3 separate regions of the Oryctolagus cuniculus genome follow, and all the other regions are linked to region 3. A link is a contact called in public Hi-C data. All regions are on one chromosome and are shown on one strand. The core of a region is the stretch at or near the end of the contact, and the rest is flanking DNA. Distances in the headings are between cores, read along the strand shown. Region 1 has its middle 140 kb from the start of LPP. Region 2 overlaps LOC138849493 (a long non-coding RNA gene). Region 3 holds the start of BCL6 (BCL6 transcription repressor).

Region 1 (4,092 bases), core at 281-2,780, 240 kb after region 3:
TCATAGTACAACTCATTCAGGACAGAGGTCCAACACAGGGAGCAAGTGCACAGTGACTCCTGTTGTTGATCTAACAACTGACACTCTTATTTATGATATCAGAGATCACCTGAGGCTCTTGACAGGAGCTGCCAAGGCTATGGAAGCCTTTTGAGTCCACAAACTCCGTTGGTTTTTAGACAGGGCCATATGCAAAGTGGAAGTTCTCTCCTCCCTTCAGAGAAAAGTACATTCTTCTTTAATGGCCCCTTCTGGGAAACTATTTCTGAAGTCCCTCTGCACAGCAATAGAGTCCTAAAACCCTAGTTATCTTTTAAGGGAAGCTTAAATCCTAGTTATCTTGGCTCAAACCACAAAGGCCTGTTTTTAAAAAATCATTACTTAAGATTATAATCTAAAAAAATACATGTCATTTTTATTAAGCAGAATCAGACTTTTTCCTATGTCTCATCAGGCTAAGATGCCCTGAAGTCCTGGGGACTCCTTCAGAGCAATGCAGTCTCTTCCTGGGGTGTTCCTGGCCATCTTCTACCTCCCAGGTTGCCCAAGAACGGCGGTTGAGGGGGTAGTCATAATACAGAGATATAGGTCACTGCATCTGACTCGCCCACCCAGCCTCAACTCCATTACACAGCAGCAGCAACAAATGTCAGTGGCAGGAAGTGCACAACTTGAATTAACCACATTTTTTTCACCCAAACTTACACACGGTTACGCACATACACAGTTGGTTTGAAGTAGGGTGAGGGTATATACCCAGCCTTCTCAAATGTTTAGCCAATAGGAACTCATGTTATTCATCAAAACAACAAGCTGTCAGTCAGTTGGCCTTTCATTGTAGAAGGTTTTGTAGGGAGAAGAGAGAGGAAGGAGAGAAAACTCAGGCTTTGCATCATTTGTCATCCTAATAGTTGAACACTGAATCAGTTCTATGTTGCAGACACATTAGTTTGATTAAGATACAATTCATGGGTCATTCAGGCATATAAAGTGCTCTTGCTTAATTGCAAAATTAACAATGGAACAGGATAAATCATTACCAACTGGAGGTTATTCCAGGACTCATGGATTTTTCTTTTTTTGCCCTGCTCAATTCATTTTCTCCATCTAAAGTCATTTTTGACACTTAGTTAAAGGAAAAATCCGGGCTAAGGCACGCCAGCATTCAGGAATTAGTTAAAGGAGCTAAGTGAGAACAGGAAATGCTGGTAGACCCATCTTAAAAGAGGTTGCAACAGTCTCTTGGCCTGCAAAATGTTCGTAACCATCTCATGATTCACAGTGCTGTAGAAAGTTATCCATAGCCTCAAGAAATCTATTCTAAAATCTGAAGACTGAGATCCTACTTTCCATTTTATTATATTCAGGCCCTGGGCAACTTTTAGTCAAATACCTCCTGAATATGTACTATGTACCAGGTACTGTGTTAAGCAATAAAAAGACACAAAGACCTGATCCCAGATCTCCGCACGCTTCCCCTGTGGTGGGTCCTCAAGTTCTCTGTCTTCTGTGACTCCATGAGTTTGTCTGAAACTGAATCAGGAGGAGTGGGCAGTTTGGAGAGTGGGAAGGGAGGACCCTCCCTGGAGAGGGAGTAGCCTGAATCAAGGCAGGGAAGCCTGGGAACACGTGGGTGTGTGGTCACCCAGGTGGTGTAGCAGAAGACAGCCAGAGGTTTTTCCTGTTTTGAGAGGAAATATCAGTGGCCAAATGTACACCTGAAATCTGGGAGCGTTGCCAGCTCGTCCCATACAGCACAGAGGAAGGCATTCTGGATTAGAACTCAGCGGCCTGTTATCGCTGTCTCTGGTGCCTTGTATGATCTTGAGCTGACCGTCACACCTGTCCATACTTCAGTTCCCTCAGCTGTAAAATGAGCATAAAGGTCCTTTCTCCATCTACCTCCTAGCCCCTTTTGAAATCAAGTGGGATGATGCGTGTTTTTGGTTTAACACAAAGCATTTGGGAAATGCCTAACTTTAAATAATTTTTGGTAAGAGTTTAAAGCACAGATATCAAATTGAAGCCATTGATTTTCTTTCAAGTGAGAATAAAATGATATATTCAGGGACCAGCGAGCCACCCAGTGGTTGAAAAGTAGGGAGTATGACTAAGACCAACTTGGAGAGACCCTTGAATATGTAAGGATTTTATACTTCATTCGATTTAGAAACATGACCCATTAATAGACTGATCATTTTTATCTACATGATATATAAATAAAACTGGTTCAGAGGGAAACATCTATGGTGAAAAATAGATATAAGCATCGAAACTACTTATTCTATGCCCTTGCAAATGACCTTGGCTCTCACTGCACTAACAGTTCCACTCTGAGAATTTCTCAGGGCCACTGGTCAGATGAAAAACAAGTAAAATTTGACTCAGAAAGTAGGAGTTTGAAGCGGTCTCCAGTATCGCTTTCAGCCCTACTGCTTTTCAGTCCTCCTGCACAGGGAGCGGCAGCCAGAGCACAGACCAGAGAGCTGTTTCTGATATCTGCCGTGCTGGAGGCAAGGCGGCCCTGAGTGTGGCTCAAAGAGACTGACGTGCATGTTATGGCTATGAACGTAGACTATACACTCCGCACAGACTTCGCGAGATAAGACCACCCCAGTCTAGAGGAGAGATTCTCTGGAACCACAAATAATTTGGAGAAAACCAAGGTGTGAGAAGCAATCTCATCACTATTTTGAAGGGAAGATTTAGCAGTATCTGACACCTAGGGTCACACGATGATGAAAATCAGAAAATACCCAACATGTGTACTCTCCTCTTGGGCCCTTCTGCGGAGGCATTCACAGAATTTGATGTAGGAGTACATCTTTCCCATTGCCAAGTTCCTTGGTCTTCCAGAACTTCAAAGCTTTCCCTTCTTTTTTTCTAAGGGATGTTGAGCAGATCGCGGGAGAAGACCTTTGGAAATTGCTCTGTTTGTCATGATCATTGCTTAGAGACAGAGCCACAGCAGCCTTGACATTGGTTTCATCCATCCCAGATGGCAATTTCATCTCATGTTCTCCTACTGTCACACAGAGAAGACAAGACTGGTCCGGCAAGCACCGCGGCTCACTAGGCTAATCCTCCGCCTGCGGCGCCGGCACACAGGGTTCTAGTCCCGGTCGGGGTGCCGGAATCTGTCCCGGTTGCCCCTCTTCCATGCCAGCTCTCTGCTATGGCGTGAGAGTGCAGTGGAAGATGGCCCAAGTCCCTGGGCCCTGTACCCGCATAGGAGACCAGGAAAAGCACCTGGCTCCTGGCTTCGGATCAGCGTGGTGAGCTGGCCACAGCGCGCTGGCCGCTGCGGCCATTGGAGGGTGAACCAACGGCAAAGGAAGACCTTTCTCTCTGTCTCTCTCTCTCATTGTCCACTCTGCCTGTCAAAAAAAAAAAAAAAAAAAAAAAGACTGGTCCACACTCGGCAAGCCTGGAGGCCCAGGTAGATGCATCAGCTCTGTTCCATGTCCTTGATGCATTTCTAGCTTTGGATTGCTTTTCTCTATTATCCTCAAAAAGTGGACATGGCTCTGCTGTCTCTTCCAATTTCGATATTTTGCAAACACTAGCATTCTTCAGACTACATTGTATTAATTTAGCAAGGGCCAAGAGCCATGACAAACAGGATCAGAGCTAGTACCACAATTTCCTGAACCCTAAAATAAGAATAATAGCCACCATGTAGGGTTGTTGGAAGCATTAGATGAAATATATGCTTAGCTGCTGGCACAATACTTGCAATCCAGTAGTGGCTGGTGTCCTAGCTCTACTTTTCAAAATCGACGCTTAATCTATCCTTTGGTACGCTTGAACTTCTCTGTCTTCCTGGCATCTGGGTGGCTCGAGCACATGGCTCCTGACTTGCTGTTGGCAATCTCTAAGTCTACACACTAGAACAACATCGCAGGCTCTCAGCCTTCATCCAGAGGCCTGGGCTGGGTCTTCATGTCTGAGAAAGAGCAAAGGGAGGTTTCTCCTAAGAACAACCGTTTGCTCCACTGTGCTAGAGCTGACAAACCTTTCTCTACCTTGTGGTTGTAGGATACTGGGGAGCTGAAACTGGGAGTCGCCAGTAGCAGGTGGTGGTCTGCCCAA
Region 2 (3,952 bases), core at 322-2,821, 210 kb after region 3:
TCTGCTCTGTTAATCCTTTCTTCTCTGCACCCCTAGAGGCCTCAGGGTCTTTAGTTATCATTTAAGTAGTATATATTTCACTGCTGTGAGAAGCTGTATGTCTTTCTGTTGGGTGTGTCTTAGTTTCCCAATACTAAGTTGTAAGTTCCTGGAGGGTAGGGACGATCTTGCATTTCTTTTGAAACTCCCAAGTATTTAGCACAGTTTGGGCTACAGAAGACAGCAACAATCCCTCATACTCATGGCGGGTTTCAGATCCCACAAAGCACTGTCACGTGTCATGCGTTCAATGTGCCCAACAACCTGGCAAGGACTGCAAGGTAGATATTGAATGGCATCGAGTGGGTGAGGAAATGGAGGTTCAGAGGTTGTTACACCTGCAGTATGATAGGTTTTCTAGTCCAGGGCTGTCCAAACTATTAAATGAGTAAAATAAAGGAACAGATCTTGATGGGCTGCTGTTATGGCATAGCAGATAAAGCTACTGCCTGTGATACCAGCACCCCATATAAGTGCTGGTTTGTGTCCTGGCTGCTCCTCTTCTTATTCAACTCCCTGCTAATGGCCTGGGAAAGTATCACAGGATGGCCCAAGTGCTTGGACTCCTGCCACCCACATGGAAGACCTGGAAGAAGCTCCTGGCTCCTGGCTTCGGATCGGCGCAGCCCTGGACATTGCAGCCATCTGGGTAATAAACCAGCAGATGGAAGATCTTTCTTCTCTCCATCTCTCTCTGTAACTCTGACTTTAAAATAAATAAATCTTTAAAAACAAAAAGAACAGATCTTGCAGTTAAAAATTTGTGGGTAGCCAAAGGGAAGTGACCACATATTTGGCAACTGCACCAATGTGCTGAAGTAGGATTGACTTCCAATACAGGCCAAAGAATCCTCTCTGTATGGATAGGCTTGGTTTGACTGACATAATGGTCCTTGTCTTGGATTCTGGCCATGTTCTCCTAATGAGGAAAGATTCCAGTGAGAACCACGAGTGCTTTGTGATGTGCTTGTATGGGAGCCTAGAAGGAGATCAGTAACCTCAGACACACCCTTGGGCCTGCCCATCTAGATGCTTCTTGGAATCTGGGACCACAGGGACAGAAAAGATAGGAATGTGGAAATGGCCTTAGGCATCAAATGGTCTTCCATGTTCTTCACTTCTTTACTAAATTCATCCAATCACATTGAAATAAATGTTCAGAGACTTTGAAAATGTGTTTCTGTTCCTCTAGAAATTACCTCTGAATTTTCTAGTAAAAGCGTCTGCCAGCTCTGTTCAGCCAAGTTCCTTTCCCCCCTCTTTTCTTTGACAATGAAAGCAGTTTTTGTGCCAACGCTCAGATCTGGCAGGTGTTGGATGACACATGTTCTGTGATAAATGTTTATTACATAAGTTCATTCAAGCTAGCTACCATAGCTTTTGAGGCATCATTGCTACTTATCATCAAATATAAAACTGTCCTTGAAAATCCAAAGCTCAAGATATTCCACAAAGATCTATTTTTCCCCCTTTCTTCTTTTAGGTTCTCTGTGTTCTCCTGACGTCTGCTGCCAAGGGAGAAGTCAGTAGGCTGATGCCTGCATCCTAACTCTGCCACAAGCAGGCTGTGTGGCCCAGGGACAGTCACTCCTCTGCTCGGAGCTGGAGCTTGCTCCTTTGTAAAAGGAAGAGGTGGGGGCTGCGATTGCCAAGGTCTCTAAATGCTGACAAGTCCTGATGAGAGGACAGACTGGTGTGTGTGTGTGTGTGGTGGGGGAGCAGTTGCAGCCGAGCAGAAACACATGCCAGTCTTTCCTCACCCAGAATGTGTTTTACATAACTGAACGGGCTTCCTTTTTCGCTGGCGCATCTCGCAGTCGGGAGTGCAGGTGGCAGCACGGCCCGTACCAGCTTGACGAGGGTGAACACACAGGTATGGAGGCGGGCATATGGGGACGGCCACGCTGGTGGGTAATGAGGGCCAGGGACCAATAATCACTTTGACTTCATCACACTTCATCTTTCTCTGATTAGCATCGTAAGATAAAAGGGGCTCCAAGGTACTTAAAGTAAAAAGCTCAAGAACTACTAAGAAACTTCCAGTCCCAGCACTGTTCTAATTAAGGCACTCAGAAATTTTGATTCAACAAATTAGACTACTTTTAAGGGGGAAAAAAGGTAGAAGAATTTGCATATCAAGACTTTAAAATCATCAGCTTGGGGCCGCTGTTGTGGTATAACACGTCAAGCCACTGCTTGCAAAGCTGGCATCTCATAAGGGCACCAGTTGCAGTCCCGGATGCTCCACTTCCAGTCCAGCTCCCTGATAATGCACCTGGGAAAGCAATGGAGATGGCCCAAGTGTTTGGGGCCCCTGCTCCCATGTAGGAGACCTGGAAGAATCTCCTAACTCCTGGTTTTGCCCTGGCCCAGCCCTACCTGTTGAGGCCATTTGGGAAGTAAACCAGTGGATGTAAGATTTCTCTCTCTATCGCTCTCTCTCTCCATATCTCTCTGCTTTTCAAATAAATAAAATAAATTGCTTTTAAAAATTACCAACTTGATGCTATTTTCTCCCAACTTTTGACCAGCACAGGTGGAACCATACTGCAGGTCTCTCTGCACTCTAAAGTTTAGACCAAATGAAAACTCATGTGCATTATATCATTTCATCTAAAAACAATTTTCTGGAAGAAGGTGTTGTCATTGTGCCCACTAGATGGGTGAAGAAACTGGGGGTACCAACAGGCCCAGCAACTTGTCAGAATGGTCAAGCCACAGTCAGCACAGTTGAGTGATAGCCCAGATCCCTTGTCTGACCTGGAGCCCTCTCTGCACCAAAGCGCTTCCATAGGAAGCTCTCGTCCTCAGGCAGAGAAGTGAGAAGTTATTTACAAAGCTCAATTGGGGGTTGCCTCTTCGCTATCTAAGGGACTAGTGCAGAGTCACAGACCTCAGAGTGGCCCTGGCATCACCAGCCTCAGTACCTCTCTGGTACTCTCGGATAGCCTGGGATGAGTTGGTGGCAAAATCAGCACAGAAATCCCTTACTTCCCATCTTTACCTCTTTGAGAGACTTGGTGTTACAACTCAAAGTGGGGCAGGAGATCAATCACTGACCAGAAGATCAGAAGTTATTTTTTCAAGCCACTGAATAATCCTGCTGGCCAGGCTTGGACAGACTGATCTTCTGCCTATCTTTAGGGACTTCCATTAGCCAACCTCGCCAATGCAATATAGAGGGACTGGGAAAGAGAGATAAGTGACTGGCCATGAGTCACTCATTTTTGACCTTTGGCGTGTTTTGAAAATGTGTTGTGAAATGCTCAGCAATCAATAATTCCGTCACTGGGCAGCAGAGAGCTTGGGGGTTGTGCAGGGTGGCAAGCTGGGCAATAATGCTGGGTCATTCAGGCTCCAAATTCCTGCCTAGGGCAGGACCTACAGTGGGCCCTGAAGAAGCAAGGCCCCCATAAAGTTTTGCAAAGGAAGCAAAGTGAGGACCAAGGACAAATGGGAAGTGAAAGCAGACACCTCCGCTTGCACTGGATGAGTCAAGTAGAGCTGGTGGCTAGGTGGAGGTGCTCCCAAGCTAGCCTGTCTGTCAATTTCTGGCAAGGGCTGAGACCTATGCTACACTTCAGATGGCAGCTAGGCATCCCTTCTTTGCAGTCCAGAAAGCAGCTTAGTCTCCAGACATTGCACATGTGCTAGGTGATGGAGGCAGCTGCTACAGGGGGAGGGAACACATAACAAGGAGGCTGAAAGCCCAGTTCTACTTGCTAGACCTACATCCCTGGGAGCAGCCACATCACCTGTCAGATCTCAGGCGCTTCTTTTCTAGCAAGAGGAGGCATCATCTACATCAAAGATCACATGAGGCTCAGACTTGATGAGGGAACTGAAAGCATTTTTCAAACCATACACATGCAAAGGACTATTAGTAGAAACCCATCCGTCTGATTTTGCAAGT
Region 3 (4,300 bases), core at 1,059-3,558:
CAGGGACCCTGTAACAGCTTCTACGCCCGTCTGGGGTCATGGTCCCTACTCAGCTGTCAGGACTTTCGCCAGCCACTCCGCCAAGTCTGAACCATAGCGAGGGAAGGAATACAACGGGGGGGGGGGTGCGGGGGGGTCATTTTATCCTTACAAAAAAAGAAGAAAAGAAATCCGGTGGCTTGTGTCGTTTCCTAAGGGGGAGGTTTAAAACTCATTGCCACATTAATTCCAATTTTCGCCAGGGTTTCAATAACGCCGCATAAGAAAGGCAACGCAACCCGCAGTTCTCAGACAGTTACCACGGTCACTACCTCCGGCAGTGGGGTGGCCCCTCGCTGCTGTCTCCCCCCGAGCGCAGCCCATCTCCAAGGCTCCAGCTCCCTACCCTCTCCCGCCCCGGGCCGCCGCCGCCGCCGCCATCCCCTACTCCTGCTCCCTCGAGGAGAGCCACAGGTTGCAAATCCAACCAACCTCGCAGTCTTATTTTTTTTTTCCCCCAAAATCACTCACAAAGCTCTCCCTTTCGCGCCCGCTCCACCCGCACTCGGTGCCCCAGGCAGAGCCACAGAGTGCCCTTCTCCCCCTCCGGGCTCCTGCCGGTCAGGAACGCGGGCGGGCTCGGGCTCGGTCCTTCCACTCGCCCGGAGTGAGGACCTCGGCACTCCGAAGCCTGCTGGCGTCCGCCACGCTCAGGCCAGCCGTTGCCTATTTTTTTTTTTTTTTAATACAGAGCTTGCACCACGGGAAAAAAAAAATAAAGTAAAATAGAATTTAGGAAAAGGAGGGAACAGCCATCGGGAGCCAACACAGAGTCACGCAGCGCCCAAAATACAAACACCGTGGCCACCAGAAATCCCGCCACCTCCTCCTCGCTCGCCTGGGCTGTCCTGTCAAGGTGCCCCGAGTCCCCGCACGCGGAGAGGCACCGCAGGTGCAAACGCACACCCCTTTCCCATCCCCGGCTCCCCCAAATCCCTGTCCCACCATCAGCCCATCTCCTCGGGATGAGCAAAGGGAGCGCGCGGGGCTGCCCGACTCCCTCGACTACAACCAAGAAAGAATAATTTCCAAAAGTATTCAACACCCCCGCCCCCTTGCAAGCTAAACCTCCCCAAAACACCAGAGGACGGGGACCACCAAAGCACTCGTCCCTCGCTAGGAAGACCACGGCTCTGAAAGGAAATCGCAGGCACGATACTTCATCTGGGTTTATGACCAAAAGAAAAAAAAAAAAAAGCAGCGGCAGCGGCAGCAGCAGCCAACACCAAACACCCGAGGAGTTCGCTCGCGTTTTTTCCTCCCAAATCTCGGCTCGGCTCGGAGGCGGGGAATCTGAGGGACCGAGGCCGGTGGAAGGGAGCCAGCGGGGCGAGCGAGCGAGCGAGCGAGCGGGCAGCCTCCCTCCTCGCCTCCCGGAGTTCCCCGGGAGCACGGGCCGAGGGGAAGGCAGGGGAGGCGAGGGAGAGGCGGAGGGAGGGAGGGAAGGCGAGGCCGGAGCGAGGAGCGAGCAGCGAGCAGCGAGGCAGGCGGTTTGCAAGCGAGAGGGCGCGGACAGACACAGCCGCACGAATCCAGCACGATCACAAGCCGTACGCAAGTAGCAGCAGCAGCAGCAGCAGAAGCCGAGGGCGCGAGCGCGCGTCCTCTGCGCCGTCTGCGGCCACACAGCCCCAGACTGGCCCGAGCCACCCCCCGAACACGGTCTGCTCCTCTCCGCTCCGGCCGCCCCCTAGCTCCCCTCCTTCCTCTCCTCCACCTCCTCTTCAAAAAACCAAAACAACACAAGGGAGGGTGGCCAAAGCCTCCCGAAACCGGCCGGTTCCCTCAAAGACAACAACAACAACAATAATAAATACATAAAAATCTAGATCCTCGAGTGGGAGAGACGTGGGACTAATCTTCGGCATTTATTTTAACACCTGACAGCTAGAATAAATAAATATATACATTCATATCAATAGATACACATAGGAAACTTGGAGCCAAAGCATTTGGCAAGAGCGGAAAAAAAAGAATTAAAAGGTAAAATAATGATTATGAGCAGCGGCGGCGGCAGCGGCACCAGCGGCACCAGCGGCGGCGGCGGCAGCAGCAGCAGCGGCGGCAGCAACAGCAATAATCACCTGGTGTCCGGCCTTTCCTAGAAACTTCTTGCATCACCACTTCTAAGAACCCCAGTTCTAAGAATCAACAGAGCTCAATTCTCGGAATTTGAGCTGCGGACTTTACCACTGCCGCGTGGCAGGGGAGGACTCGGTGTCAGCTCTCCGGGAGTTTTGCCTCCTCCGCCCCATGAAATACCCCCAAAGCCGCACTTTCTTTCCACGAGCTGGCGTATTTCAAAGTCCTCGCAAGACAGACGACTCGGATTTGGGGGTTCCAGCTCGGGGTCCGAGGGGCCAGAAGGCGGCCCTCCCTCCCCGGCCCGCGGACGATGGTACGGCCTGCTCCGCCACCATCACGTGGGCGCCTCCTCTGTGACGTCGGCGTCTTCGCTGTAGCAAAGCTCGGCCTCTGGAATTCTGAGAACTAATTTGCTATTCGGTGACATAAGAGGGGGAGTGCGCTTTGCTTTCCCGGGGTCTAGGGCTGTTTCCTCCTCTCTCACCCATAAACTCAGCTCCTCGAGCTAAATACCCAAAAGGGAGCGAGAGATTTGAACCACTGGAAAATAGAGAGATAGTAGGTTTAGAGGAGCGAGTAAGAGGGGGAAAAAAAAGCAAACAATAAACACAGCTCTTTCCAGCTAGAATATTAGGCACCACGAGAAAAAATATTTGCCAAGCGATTTTCGGTGGGTTCCTTTGCTTTGTTTTTATTTGGGACAGGGTCTTTTTGGTTTTGTTTGCTTGTGTTTTTTTTTTTTCCCCCTCCTCCTCCTCCTCCTTCTTCTTTGGTGTGGTGGCTTGGGATTTTTGGTTGTTGTATTTTAATGCTTTTCGAATGTTGCTTCTGATTTTTGCCTTTTGCAAGTTTGTGCTGTTACGTAAATCCTAGGATCCGTCATCGGTTGGATTTTGTCTCGTATGTTTTTTCTTTCCCTGTCTGATCGCTGAAGCGGTTTAGAGAAGATGCATTATTTCAGTACTCAGACTGTTGAAAGAAGCTTACATTTTTGCTCATCTGTGACAATCCCAACCCCCACTTTTTTCCTCCCCTTTGGTGCAATTTTCTTTTCCCCTTGGACTTTTTCTGAAGGGGAAGGCTCCTTTGCACTTGAGATGTTGAAAGCATTTGTTTTGGTTCGTTTCTTTCCAGGACTGCAAGTGGTGGGTTTGCTCTTTCTGTTATTGTCGACTCTTAGGAAATGTCTTGTGGCAAGAAACGTGTGTCTATGGGTATGTGTGCGCGTGTGTTCTACAGGAATGCTGTGAGCCGAATACATGTTGGTGTTTTGCTGCTTCTCAAAGTTTTGATTTTCCTTTTCCGGGCTTGTTTCAAGGTCGCGGTGGAAAAAAAAAAAAAAAAAAAAAAAAAAGGATCTCTGGAGTCTGTGTCTCAGAGCTCAGCCGGAGGGAATTGCAAAGGCCGGCCGGGCCCGTGTCAGCGAGCCTGCGTGCGTTTAGAACAGCCTGTGCCGCAACTCCAGGGCACCGCGCGCAGGCAGGTCCTAGGCTCTCCAGCGCAGGGGAGGGGGGGGGGACCGTTCTTTCTCTTTTCTCTCCCTTTCTTTTTAAAGGCAAATGCAGTATGCGGAATCACTTCACTGTGGGCCTCGGTTTGTTTGTTCAGAGCTGCCAGTTTCCCTATTTAAATGTTGGTTGGGGTTTTTTCCCCTCCTACTCATCCCTGAATGAGGGAGACTCTTGTTGCTTTTATGTCTCTCGCTTAAAAGAAGGGTGTGAGGGGAAAATAATATTTCAGATTCCTCAAGAATTAACCCAAAATGTTTGGACCAGAAGCCGCTTCCAAAGGTCAAGCCATTCTGAGCCTTGGCCCCACCAGCGCTTCCAGCCACTCATTAAATTACAGACGAGTTCTTAAAGGTACCACCACATTTCTCCACATGTGAGTTCCTAATAAAGATATCTCCCCAGATAATCTGCTTCTCCCCACCCCAAACTGGGGTTTCTGATGGGAAGATGAGCAGCGCTCTGTGAAAAGCTGCTGGGATTGTCCTGGAGCTCTGCACTGGCGGTCCCATGAGAAGTTTCGGCTGTCGCAGACAGTGCCCTTGTCCTCACACCCAGCCCATCTCAGACTGGGTGGCAAGTTTCAGAACCCCAGAGGTCCAAGGGGGTTGATTAGCTTGCACAAGGGCTGGTACTCAGGCAATATGCCTGTAAAATCGGGATATTTT

The links. Hi-C and Micro-C count contacts between places; a contact is called where the count stands out from the background.
Region 1: a Hi-C map of skin fibroblasts shows a contact between it and region 3, with 4 times the contacts expected there. The contact joins the enhancer-like site here to the promoter of BCL6 in region 3. A contact is called at or near these places in 2 of 6 Hi-C or Micro-C datasets (skin fibroblasts and an unstated tissue).
Region 2: a contact with region 3 is called in a Hi-C map of liver, with 9 times the contacts expected there. The contact joins the enhancer-like site here to the promoter of BCL6 in region 3. A contact is called at or near these places in 2 of 6 Hi-C or Micro-C datasets (liver and psoas muscle).

Annotation. Positions count from the first base shown.
Region 1 is chr4:91,644,084-91,648,175 of mOryCun1.1, reverse strand. No RefSeq gene overlaps it. Among named protein-coding and RNA genes, the nearest start is that of LPP, 140 kb to the right of the region's middle. Within about 2 kb of position 1,530, at least 1 of the 8 cell types and tissues checked has an H3K27ac peak or open chromatin away from gene starts, as enhancers often do.
Region 2 is chr4:91,674,335-91,678,286 of mOryCun1.1, reverse strand. It overlaps LOC138849493 (a long non-coding RNA gene), which reads left to right. Exons shown (of 2, transcript XR_011388368.1): 2 at 1-778. Among named protein-coding and RNA genes, the nearest start is that of LPP, 170 kb to the right of the region's middle. Within about 2 kb of position 1,571, at least 3 of the 8 cell types and tissues checked have an H3K27ac peak or open chromatin away from gene starts, as enhancers often do.
Region 3 is chr4:91,880,314-91,884,613 of mOryCun1.1, reverse strand. It overlaps BCL6 (BCL6 transcription repressor), which reads right to left and starts at 2,308. Exons shown (of 10, transcript XM_008266642.4): 1 at 2,124-2,308. It overlaps LOC138849491 (a long non-coding RNA gene), which reads left to right and starts at 3,622. Exons shown (of 4, transcript XR_011388364.1): 1 at 3,622-4,300.